2 separate regions of the Mus musculus genome follow, and region 1 is linked to region 2. The links are chromatin contacts, called in public HiChIP or PLAC-seq maps. All regions are on one chromosome and are shown on one strand. Each heading gives the region's core, a stretch centred on a gene start, on an enhancer-like site or on the middle of the called end of the contact. The rest is flanking DNA. Distances are from core to core; before and after follow the strand shown.

Region 1 (4,979 bases), core at 1,243-3,742, 580 kb after region 2:
AGTTGACTCATCTCTGAAGACGCAGGGTTGGTCTGTCTTAAACTCCCTAATGCAGAGTGAACTAATAACTCACTTAAAGCAAGCTTTCTTCTTTCTTTCTTTCTTTTTCTTTTTCTTTTCTTTTTTTTTTTTTTTTTTTAGCTTTTTAAGACAGGGTTTCTCTGTGTAGCCCTGGCTGTCCTGGACTCCCTTTATAGACCAGGCTGGCCTCGAACTCCCAGAGATCCACCTGTCTCTGCTTTCTGAGTGCTGAGATTAAAGGTATGCACCACCATGTCCAGCAGCAAGCTTTCTTCTCAGCATTTCTTTTTCTTTCTTTTTTCTTTTTTTTTTTTTTTTCATTTTTCGAGACAGGTTTCTCTGTGTAGCCCTGGCTGTCCTGGAACTCACTCTGTAGACCAGGCTGGCCTCAAATTCAGAAATCCACTTGCCCCTGCCTCCCGAGTGCTGGGATTAAAGGCTTGTGCCACCACGCCCGGCTCTCAGCATTTCTTTTTAAGGTTTTTTTATTTGTGTGTGTGTGTGTGTGTGTGTGAGAGAGAGAGAGAGAGAGAGAGAGAGAGAGAGAGAGAGAACATGAGTGTCTGTGGAAGCTAAAAGAGGGTGTCAGATCCCCTGAAGCTGGAGTTAGAGGGAGTTATAAGCCTCCTTGTGTAGGTGCTGGAAACTGAACTTGGGTCCCCTGGAAAAGCACTCAGTGTTCTTAACCACTGAGCCATCTCTCCAGCCCCCTGAGCATGTTTGTTTCTTTTTAAGATTTTTTTCCTGTGTATGAGTGTTTTGCCTGCATGTATCTGTGAACTGTGTGCTTGCCTGGTGCCTGCGGGTGCAAGAAAAGGTGTCTGAATGCCCTGCATCCGGAATCGTGGGCAGTTATGAGGACAGCATGTGGATTCTGCGGAGCAAGCCCAGATCCCTGCGAGAGAGAGCAGCAAGGACTGAGAGCACTTAGAGCTGATGAGTAACCATTTCTCCAGACCCAATTTGGTTTTGGGGGGTTTGGGTTTTTTTTTTTTTTTTTGTGGTTTTTGGGTTTTTTTGCTTGATGATCGGTTGGTTTGTCTTTGGTTTTGAGCCAGGGTTTCTCTGTATAGCCCTGGGTATCCTGGAACTCATTCTGTAGACCTGGCTGGTCTTGACCTCAGATTTCCCCTGCCTCTGTCTCCCGAATGCTGGGATTAAAGATACCATGCTGGAAGTTGAACCCAGGGCTTCGTGTATGCTAGGCAAGCTCTCTACCCACTGGGTTAGATCTCCAGAGCCAACGCTCAGCTTTCTGTCATCAGTAGGGAAAGGATAGAGTTCAAATCTCTGCTTCCTCATGCTGGACAAGTAAATCGCTCCCTTTGTGTAGGCCTCAATCCTCCTAATCAAGTAATTATATGTGAACCGAATAATTACATGTGGATAATTACAGTACCAACAATTGTGAAGGTTTAAATTAAATACAAGATCCCAGGTTCCCCTCCAGTACTGCAAACAGATAAGCAACAAAAAACACAGTACAGCCGGGCAGTGGTGGTGCACACCTTTAATCCCAGCACTTGGAAGGCAGGGGCAGGCAGATTTCTGGGTTCGAGGCCAGCCTGGTCTACAAAGTGAGTTCCAGGACAGCCAGGGTTATACAGAGAAACCCTGTCTCAAAAAACAAAACAAACAAAAAAAAAAAAAACCATCACATTACAAACAACTTAGAGTAAGAACTGACCTTGATGTGTCAGTTTTTGTTGTGTGGCTTTTGTTGTGGCCAGAGGGTAGAAGGAACCTAGCTGGTTTCTAACAGAAGCAAGACCTCCCTATTCCAGGACTCACTAACTCACTGATCACAGTGATTATATAAAATTGGACTTCCGAGAGTAATGAGGACCAGCTGTGCTGTGGCTGATATTTTTAATCTGTCCCATAGCCTTTCCCAATAGAATCCTCACATCCCTTACACAGAGGCGATAAGCTGAGGCTCACTGCCAGTGCCATCAGGCACCAGAGCCAAAGGCAGGCTGTCTGACTCCAAGACCAGTCAGAAGGTGCCCTCCCCATCTACCTTCACCCTGCATTCTGTCCATGCCCCTTAGATACCAGGGTCAACCGTTTAAAACATTTGGGAAAGCCCTCAGACTCATCTCTCCCAAGAGCCCTCCTCTAATTCCTTATGTCAGACCAGACCCCCTTCTTACTCTGTCCCAATCCTGAACATTACATCAGCCCATTCCACCTGTATTCCCCACCCGACCCCCGTTTCTCCTTTTATTCTCTTATTCCCTTTGTTATGTTTATTTACGTATTCATGGAGGGGGTGTGCTGGCAAGCGTATTCAAGGCATGCTTGAGGTCAGAGGACAGCTAGCAGGCGGCAATCCTTCCCTTCACCACACCACGTGGGTCCCAGGGATCAGCTCTGGTACAGAGGCTTGGCGGCACATGCCTGGGTTACATGTCATGTCACGGGCCTATTTGAGACAGGTTCTCATATGTCCCAGGCTGGCCTTGACCTCATTATGTAACTGGAGATGAGCATCTGATCTCCTTGCTTCTCCTGCCTCCCTCCCAGGGCTAGGGTTCCAGGACTCAGGTCCACGTCCCGTATCTGCAGTGCTGAGAATTCTGCACAGCTTGCTGCATGTGCTTAGTAGAAAAGCGCTCTACTGCCAACTGAACCACAGCCCCAGCCAGTTTCTCTCTTTCTTTCCTTCTTTCCTTTTTTCGCTCTCTGTCTCTCTGTCTCTGTCTCTGTCTCTCTCTCTTTCTTCCTTTGTTTGTTTTTGTTTGGTGTTTGTTTCAGACAGGGCCTTTGTTTGTAGACCAGGCTGGCCTCCAGCCAACAGAGGTTGCCTGCCATGTCTAACCAAGTTCTAGGATTAAAGGCGTGCACTGCTGCACCAGGCCCTCTTTATAGTTTGTTTGTTTGAGACAGGGTCTCACTGGTAACCTTGGCTGTCCTAGAACTTGCTCTGTAGACCAGGCTGGCCTCAAACTCATAAAGGTCAACCTGCCTCTGCCTCCCGAGTGCTGAGATTGAAGGTGTGCACGAAGAGTTTAGAGAGAGGCTTATTTTAGTTTTGATGTATTTTTGTTTTGTTTTAATGTAGTTTTGTTTGTGGCAGTGTGTCGCATCACCCAGGCTGGCCTCAAAGCTCAATATGTAACCGAAAATGACCTTGAACTTCTGAGCCTCCGGCCTCCACCTCCCGAGTGTGGGGTGTAGGCCTGTGACACCAGTGGTGCTGGGGGTGGGACCCTGGGCTTCCTGGAAGTTAGGCAAGCGCCCCACTGGCTGAGCTACATCTCCAGCCCTATATAGGTGTGGACAGTAAGTATCCAACCCAACTCTCAATCTTTTTTTTTTAAAGATTTATTATATGTATATGAGTACACGGTAGTTATCTTCAGACACTCCAGAAGAGGGCGTTGGGTCCCATTACAGATGGACCATGTGGTTGCTGGGAATTGAACTCAGGACCTCTCTAAAGAGCAGTCTCTTAACCACTGAGCCATCTCTCCAGCCCATCACCTGGACAGTGTTAAGCTCCACCTAAGGAAGGCTCGAAACCTTCCTGACACTGTGGCCCTTTATTCCGTTCCTCATGTTGTGGTGACTCCCGACCATAAAGTTGTTTTGGTTGCTACTTCATAACTGTGATTTCACTACTCTTACGAACCGTGGTGTAAATGTCTGTGTTTTCTGATGGTGTTAGACGACCCCTGTGTGAGGGTCATTTAACCTGTCAAAGGGGCCATGACCCACAGCTTGAGAACCACTGCCGTAAGGAAAGAGACAACGATGTAGCTCACTTGGTAGATTGCTTGTCCAGGACACATGAAGCCTCTGGTTCCATCCCCCAAACTACATGAACTGGGCCTGGTGGTGCATGTCTATAACACCACCACCCCCACCCCCACCCCCGCCAAGAGCTGCCACGCCAGGTTGAGAATCACTGACCTGAGGCTCTTGATGATGTCTTGCACAGGGGGCACTGCCCTTCGATGACGACAACCTGCGCCAGCTACTGGAGAAGGTGAAACGTGGGGTCTTCCACATGCCTCACTTCATCCCTCCAGACTGCCAGAGCCTCCTGAGAGGGATGATTGAAGTGGAGCCCGAGAAAAGGCTCAGTGTAAGCAGCGAGGGGCTGGCAGAGGTGAAGTGGTTCCAGAGAGTTCCTGGAGGGCTGCCTGTAAAGCCTGCCATTGGATGAGTTTGCTGGTTAAGCCACAAGCCCAAGGTCCAGCAAAACCTAAAACTTAGAATCATTCCCAAGTTGGACCAAGGACCCTTGAGGGCGGCGCATTGAGGGATTGGCGGGGGTTGAAAGGCTGGCACTTGGCGTGCAGTAAACTGCTACCTGGGTTTAAAAATGGTCAATCTGCAGGTGCTTGACCGCCACCAGGGGAAGACATGATGTCACCCTGCTTCGGGATGGGTCAGTGACCTCCCGGAGCCAATGCTAATCAATTTTATGTTACTGCTTGCTAGCTATTGTATGTGACCTAATTTCTGCTTCTCTGTGACCCACCCCTTCACAGCTGGAGCAAATTCAGAAACATCCTTGGTATCTGTGAGTAGGAGGGAATTGAACAGTTGGGTACCTGCGGGAGGAGGTAGGGCACCCGGGTCAGAATAGAAAGGTGGAGGGTGGGGTGCCATATTCCTGATGGGTGGGATGGGATGGAGGGACCTACCGTCTCAAACTTCAGAGTATGGGCAGAGGAGGACAAAGCTAAAGAAAGGGAGGGTGTGGAGTCTAGAGGGAGGAGGGCTCCGGACTCTTTGAGTCAGAGTTTGAAGAACTAGGGTCTGGACACCCTCAGTCTGAGGAAGATGGGGACCCAGACTCTCCAGATCCTGGGATGAGGAGTCTGGGCATAGGACGTAACACTAGGAAGATAAGCGTTTCTCTACTATTCCAGGGGCGGGAAACACGAACCAGACCCTTGCCTGGAGCCAGCCCCAGGCCGCAGAGTAGCCATGCGTAGCCTGCCTTC
Region 2 (4,434 bases), core at 1,730-4,229:
CTCTGCTGTGTAACTCTAGGACAACTGTGTCCAGCCCTGGGCCTATGAGAAGACATGAGACACAGGTCTTCTGAAAGACCCTACCATATGCAGAGTCCACTATAGTATAGTTTATCTGAAGCATGGCCTCACTCTCTAGTCGGGGCTGGCTGGAGTTTGTGTATTGATTGGTCTAGCCTGAAAGTGTGGCCGTTTTCTCACCTCAGCTGCCAGAATGCTGGGGTTACAGGCATGCACTATCACACCTAGATCAGAGCCGCCCTGTTCCACAAGGTGTTTCGAGCTGTAAACATCCCTTCTGCCTACCTTTCCTTTCCTCTACCCTGTGGGTCTCGCTACACATTCCGCCCTGTCTGCTTTTTCTATAGTTCTGTATATGCCCCTCTTTGTCTCTTCATCTCTGTCTGTCTCTCTCCTCGATCTCTGATTTAATCCTTCTGATGTTTTGTGTGTCTTATCTCCATATCTCTCTCTTGTTTCCTTGGCTGCCTCTTTCTGTCTGCATCGTCATCTCTTTTGCTCATCAGTCTCCCTTCCCTATCTCCATCCCTGGGCCTTGACTCTCTCTCTCTCTCTCTCTCTCTCTCTCTCTCTCTCACACACACACACACACACACACACACACACACACACACACACACACGCTGTCACAGCATCCCTGTTTCCATCCCCAGCCCTGGGGTGACAAACTCAGTTGCAGTGGGTGTGTGAGCTCAGTAGCAGGAGGGAGAGAGGGGTAAAGGAGGCTGCCTCTCCTGTTCTCCCGAAATACAGACACGGGGGCCTTCCTGCCCCTTATTCCCATACAGTTCAGAGAGCAGCAGCAAGTCCTTGGGGCATGTTTCATTTCAATTGCCATGCAGCTGAGAAGGAACTTCTTGTCTGGGACATGGAAGTGCCCTCTGAGGCTTCTCAACACCTCTTCCTCAGGCCCTGCTGCTGGTGGCAGCCTTGGCTGGGCTTGGTTTAGGCCTGAGCCTCATCTTCATCGCTGTCTACCTCATCCGCTTCTGCTGCTGCAGGCCTCCAGAACCCCATGGGGCCAAGAGTCCCCCACCCGGAGGAGGTTGCGTCACCTGGAGCTGCATTGCTGCCCTTCTCGTGGGCTGGTAATGGGGCCCCAGGGTGGGTGGGGGCGGGGACAGAGATTCCTATACTCGCTGTCTTTTTCTAGAGACCTTGGGGGTATGAGCCCAGAGTTAGGAGGGAGAACCGCTAGGCACTAAGAGTGCCTGCCTGCCCTGTGAGTGGGGGATAGAGAGGTTTGAGGGGTGTGAAGCAGCCTGCCTGGGAGGAGAAAAGAAAGCCTACTAGGCTTGGAGATCTCAGTGGTTCTCTCATTGGCCCGCGGTTCTATCTAGAGGCGTGAGATACTCTCTAGACTTCAGTTTCTCCATCTATAGCGCGTGGTTTGCGGCACTACGCATACCCTAGTTACAGTGAGAATAGACTAGAGAGTGCACAGTGCCTGGATGTCCCCTATGAGTGTTAACACTGATCAAACTCATTCATTCGCTCACTCATCAACTCATCAGTTCAACAACTGAACATAACTACTCTGTGCCAGGCACTGAACACGCCACAGAAAGCACTCTGTGATTTCAGCCAGAGTGCCAATCAGGGAAACAGACCGTAGAGGGTCACCACCAGTAGCACCCACTCAGCCCACACTAAAGCTGGGTCTGGGTCCTTCTCGTGATGAGAGCTGGGCTCAAGATTGCCACACCTGGTCCTGAATGAGGATCGTCAGGAAGGGAGAAACATGACTTTGCAAGCCTATATGGTTTAAGAGGCAAGCGGAGAGTCAGACTCATGGTATAAGAACCATCCAGGGCTCCCAATGTGCTTGCTCCCTAGGAGTTACCCCGAACTTGACACTGAGATTTCTGGCTCTGAGTCCAGCCCCTACCGGGTCATAGTTAGTTAAGGGGCTGAGACCTAGTGGGGACCTCATACATGGCCAGCAGGACTACTTTAGAAATCTGGTGTCCCCTCCAGCCAGCTGGGGGTTATGTCCTGGAGCACTCTCACCCCAGTCTGGGCTGTGGGCCACTCTTCCTCATTGTAGGAAGAAGAGGGTGTGTGTTTGGGAGTATATGGGGGTTGGGCGCCCTATAGCCAAGATTTTTTTTCTCATCAGGCTCTCCAGAATGGGGGTGGATGGGGGTGGGATGTTGAAAAAGGCCCAGTGGGGGTGAGGCACAGCCCCAGCCCCCTCAGAGCCTAGGAACAAGAGGAGCTTTGTAGGGTCCTGAACAATGGGGCAAGGGCAGTAGGCTCCCATCCAAGGGATGAGGTGGGGCCTGTGTAGCCCAAGGCTGGGAACTGTGAGGGCATCAGGCTCTCGCCCCCTCCAGTGTGGAGTACAGACTAATGGAGGAAAGTGGGTCCCCATATTCAAGCTCCACAATGGAGTCTGTGTGTTGGCTGGGCAGAGACAGGGCCCAGCTCTTGGCCTGGCCTCTCCAGCCCTCCCTCCCACATTCTCTCAGTCTCTTCCAGCTGGCTGGATGCCTGGATCCCTGGGCATCATAGGGGAAGGCTTAGAGCTCTGGGCACAATGTCTTTTACAAAAGAATAGGGTCTAGGGCATTTAGGAGGAAGGGGTAAGGAACACCTGGGCTAGAAGAGACAGCACTTGGCCTAATGATTCCTAAGACAAGGCTGTAAATGCTGAATGTCTTTGCAAAGGATGTGGGAGTTGTTTGTGAGCTGATCACTATTAGGACTGATTGATAACCTTTAATCCAGGGCTAGCTAGGCAAAAACCAGGGTTCCACTCTGGGGAGGTGTGAGTTAAATCTGGGGGCTCTGTCTTTTCCACCACTCCACCCACCATTAGCATCACAATGACGTCTCTCCAGCAGGGGGAGTGAGGTCTTCAGGTTACCTTGGCAACTGGTGGAGGCAAACCTCGTGCTGTTCTTTTTCCCACGGAGGATGAACCAATAGGGTGGATGCAGAGATCAGATAGGCAAATGAAGAAGCTGGGAGGATGGGTATGTGTGTAGAGGCATGGTGACACCCTCCAGGGTCTGAGACTGGTTGGTATTTCTTCTTCCTTTCCCTTCAGTGCCGGCATTGGCATTGGTTTCTATGGTAACAGCGAGACCAGCGATGGGGTGTCCCAGCTCAGCTCAGCACTGCTGCACGCCAACCACACGCTCAGCACCATCGATGACGTGGTGAGAGAGCCAGCCACTGACCAGACTGCAGACTCATGCCCCAGTTGGTCTTCATATGGGAATGTGGTCCCCCACTGGAGACCAAAAGCAGCCAAATCAAAGCAGATTTCAGACCAAAAACTTAATCCCCGAATGCAGAGCTGCAGACTCAGACCTGCAGACATTGGGCCATATGTTCAACCCCAACCCTGCAAACCGGAGCTGGATCCGCATTCAGACTGAAGACTCACATCCAGCCCCAGGCCTGCACTGCGGGTTACAGTCCAAGCATTAAGGAAACCAGCTCCTGCCCTCAGGCCAGATCCAAAGCTACAGACCCTGTCCTTGGCTCAGATGCAAGTTCAGGAACTCCCCGCCCCCCACCCCACTGTGAGCTTTTATGTACCCAGGATTCCAGAGCTCAGGGCTAAGGTGCAGCCCACTTCCAACCTTGAACTTCAGTACCTACTAGTCAGACTTCAGACCCCAACCTCAAAAAGGCAGATGCAGATTTCAGACCTTAGGTCCCCCAACCCCTTCCATTTTGACCTAATTTCAACTCTGGGATTAGAATCTTTACCTTAGGCTCAAGCCCCCTGACCAACTAGAGCTCCTGACAAGATCTGGGAACCTCCCACCTTCACTCACGGTCTCCTCAGTCTCCAGAAGCCCCAGACTCCAGATCTCAGGCACCTGGCGCTCCTTAATCCTGCTTCACCACCCCCTGCCCCACCCCAGACTTTATCCCTCGTCCACAACCCTAGGCTTCCGGTAACCACCACCCCAGAGGTGAGACAATGTCATCTCCCCAGGTGCTGGAAACGGTGGAGAGGCTGGGTGAGGCAGTGAAGACGGAGCTGACCACCCTGGAGGAAGTGCTGTCAGTCCGCATGGAGCTGGTGGCTGCCACCAGGGGAGCCCGAAGGCAGGCTGAAGCTGCTGCTCAGTACCTGCAAGGACTGGCCTTCTGGCAAGGAGTGTCCCTGAGCCCCGTACAGGTGGCTGAAGATGTGACTTTCGTGGAGGAGTACAGGTGGGAGAAGGATTTCCCTATTTATTTTTTAAGCACTGCGGTCTCTAGATCCTGAGGGATGTGGGTTAGTATCTGAACAGTTTAATTTGTCCCACTGGTTGAATGAGAAGCTACTGGCTGGCTCCTGGTGGGTGGAGACAGGATGCTGCCCATCATCCTATAGGCCAGCCCCTCTGTGATTGTAAAGCAAGGCTGATATACTCAGCAATGACCAAGTAGTTGAGGGCCCACCCTCAT

Evidence for each region. HiChIP or PLAC-seq counts read pairs in DNA pulled down with a chosen protein or histone mark.
Region 1: an H3K27ac HiChIP or PLAC-seq map of embryonic stem cells shows a contact between it and region 2, with 2.1 times the contacts expected there. The contact joins two enhancer-like sites. A contact is called at or near these places in 1 of 39 promoter capture datasets (cranial neural crest), 2 of 115 datasets of contacts at active chromatin or transcription factors (both in embryonic stem cells) and 1 of 9 other capture datasets (liver).

The regions. Positions count from the first base shown.
Region 1 is chr7:4,700,164-4,705,142 of GRCm38.p6, forward strand. It overlaps Brsk1 (BR serine/threonine kinase 1), which reads left to right. Exons shown (of 19, transcript NM_001003920.3): 8 at 3,965-4,111; 9 at 4,521-4,552; 10 at 4,905-4,979. Among named protein-coding and RNA genes, the nearest start is that of Brsk1, 12 kb to the left of the region's middle. Within about 2 kb of position 2,493, at least 17 of the 459 cell types and tissues checked have an H3K27ac peak or open chromatin away from gene starts, as enhancers often do. A contact at or near this core is called in embryonic stem cells, where this site is marked.
Region 2 is chr7:4,121,547-4,125,980 of GRCm38.p6, forward strand. Ttyh1 (tweety family member 1) reads left to right here. Exons shown (of 14, transcript NM_021324.6): 2 at 931-1,109; 3 at 3,074-3,185; 4 at 3,977-4,197. Among named protein-coding and RNA genes, the nearest start is that of 9430041J12Rik, 3.0 kb to the left of the region's middle. Within about 2 kb of position 2,980, at least 147 of the 459 cell types and tissues checked have an H3K27ac peak or open chromatin away from gene starts, as enhancers often do. A contact at or near this core is called in embryonic stem cells, where this site is marked.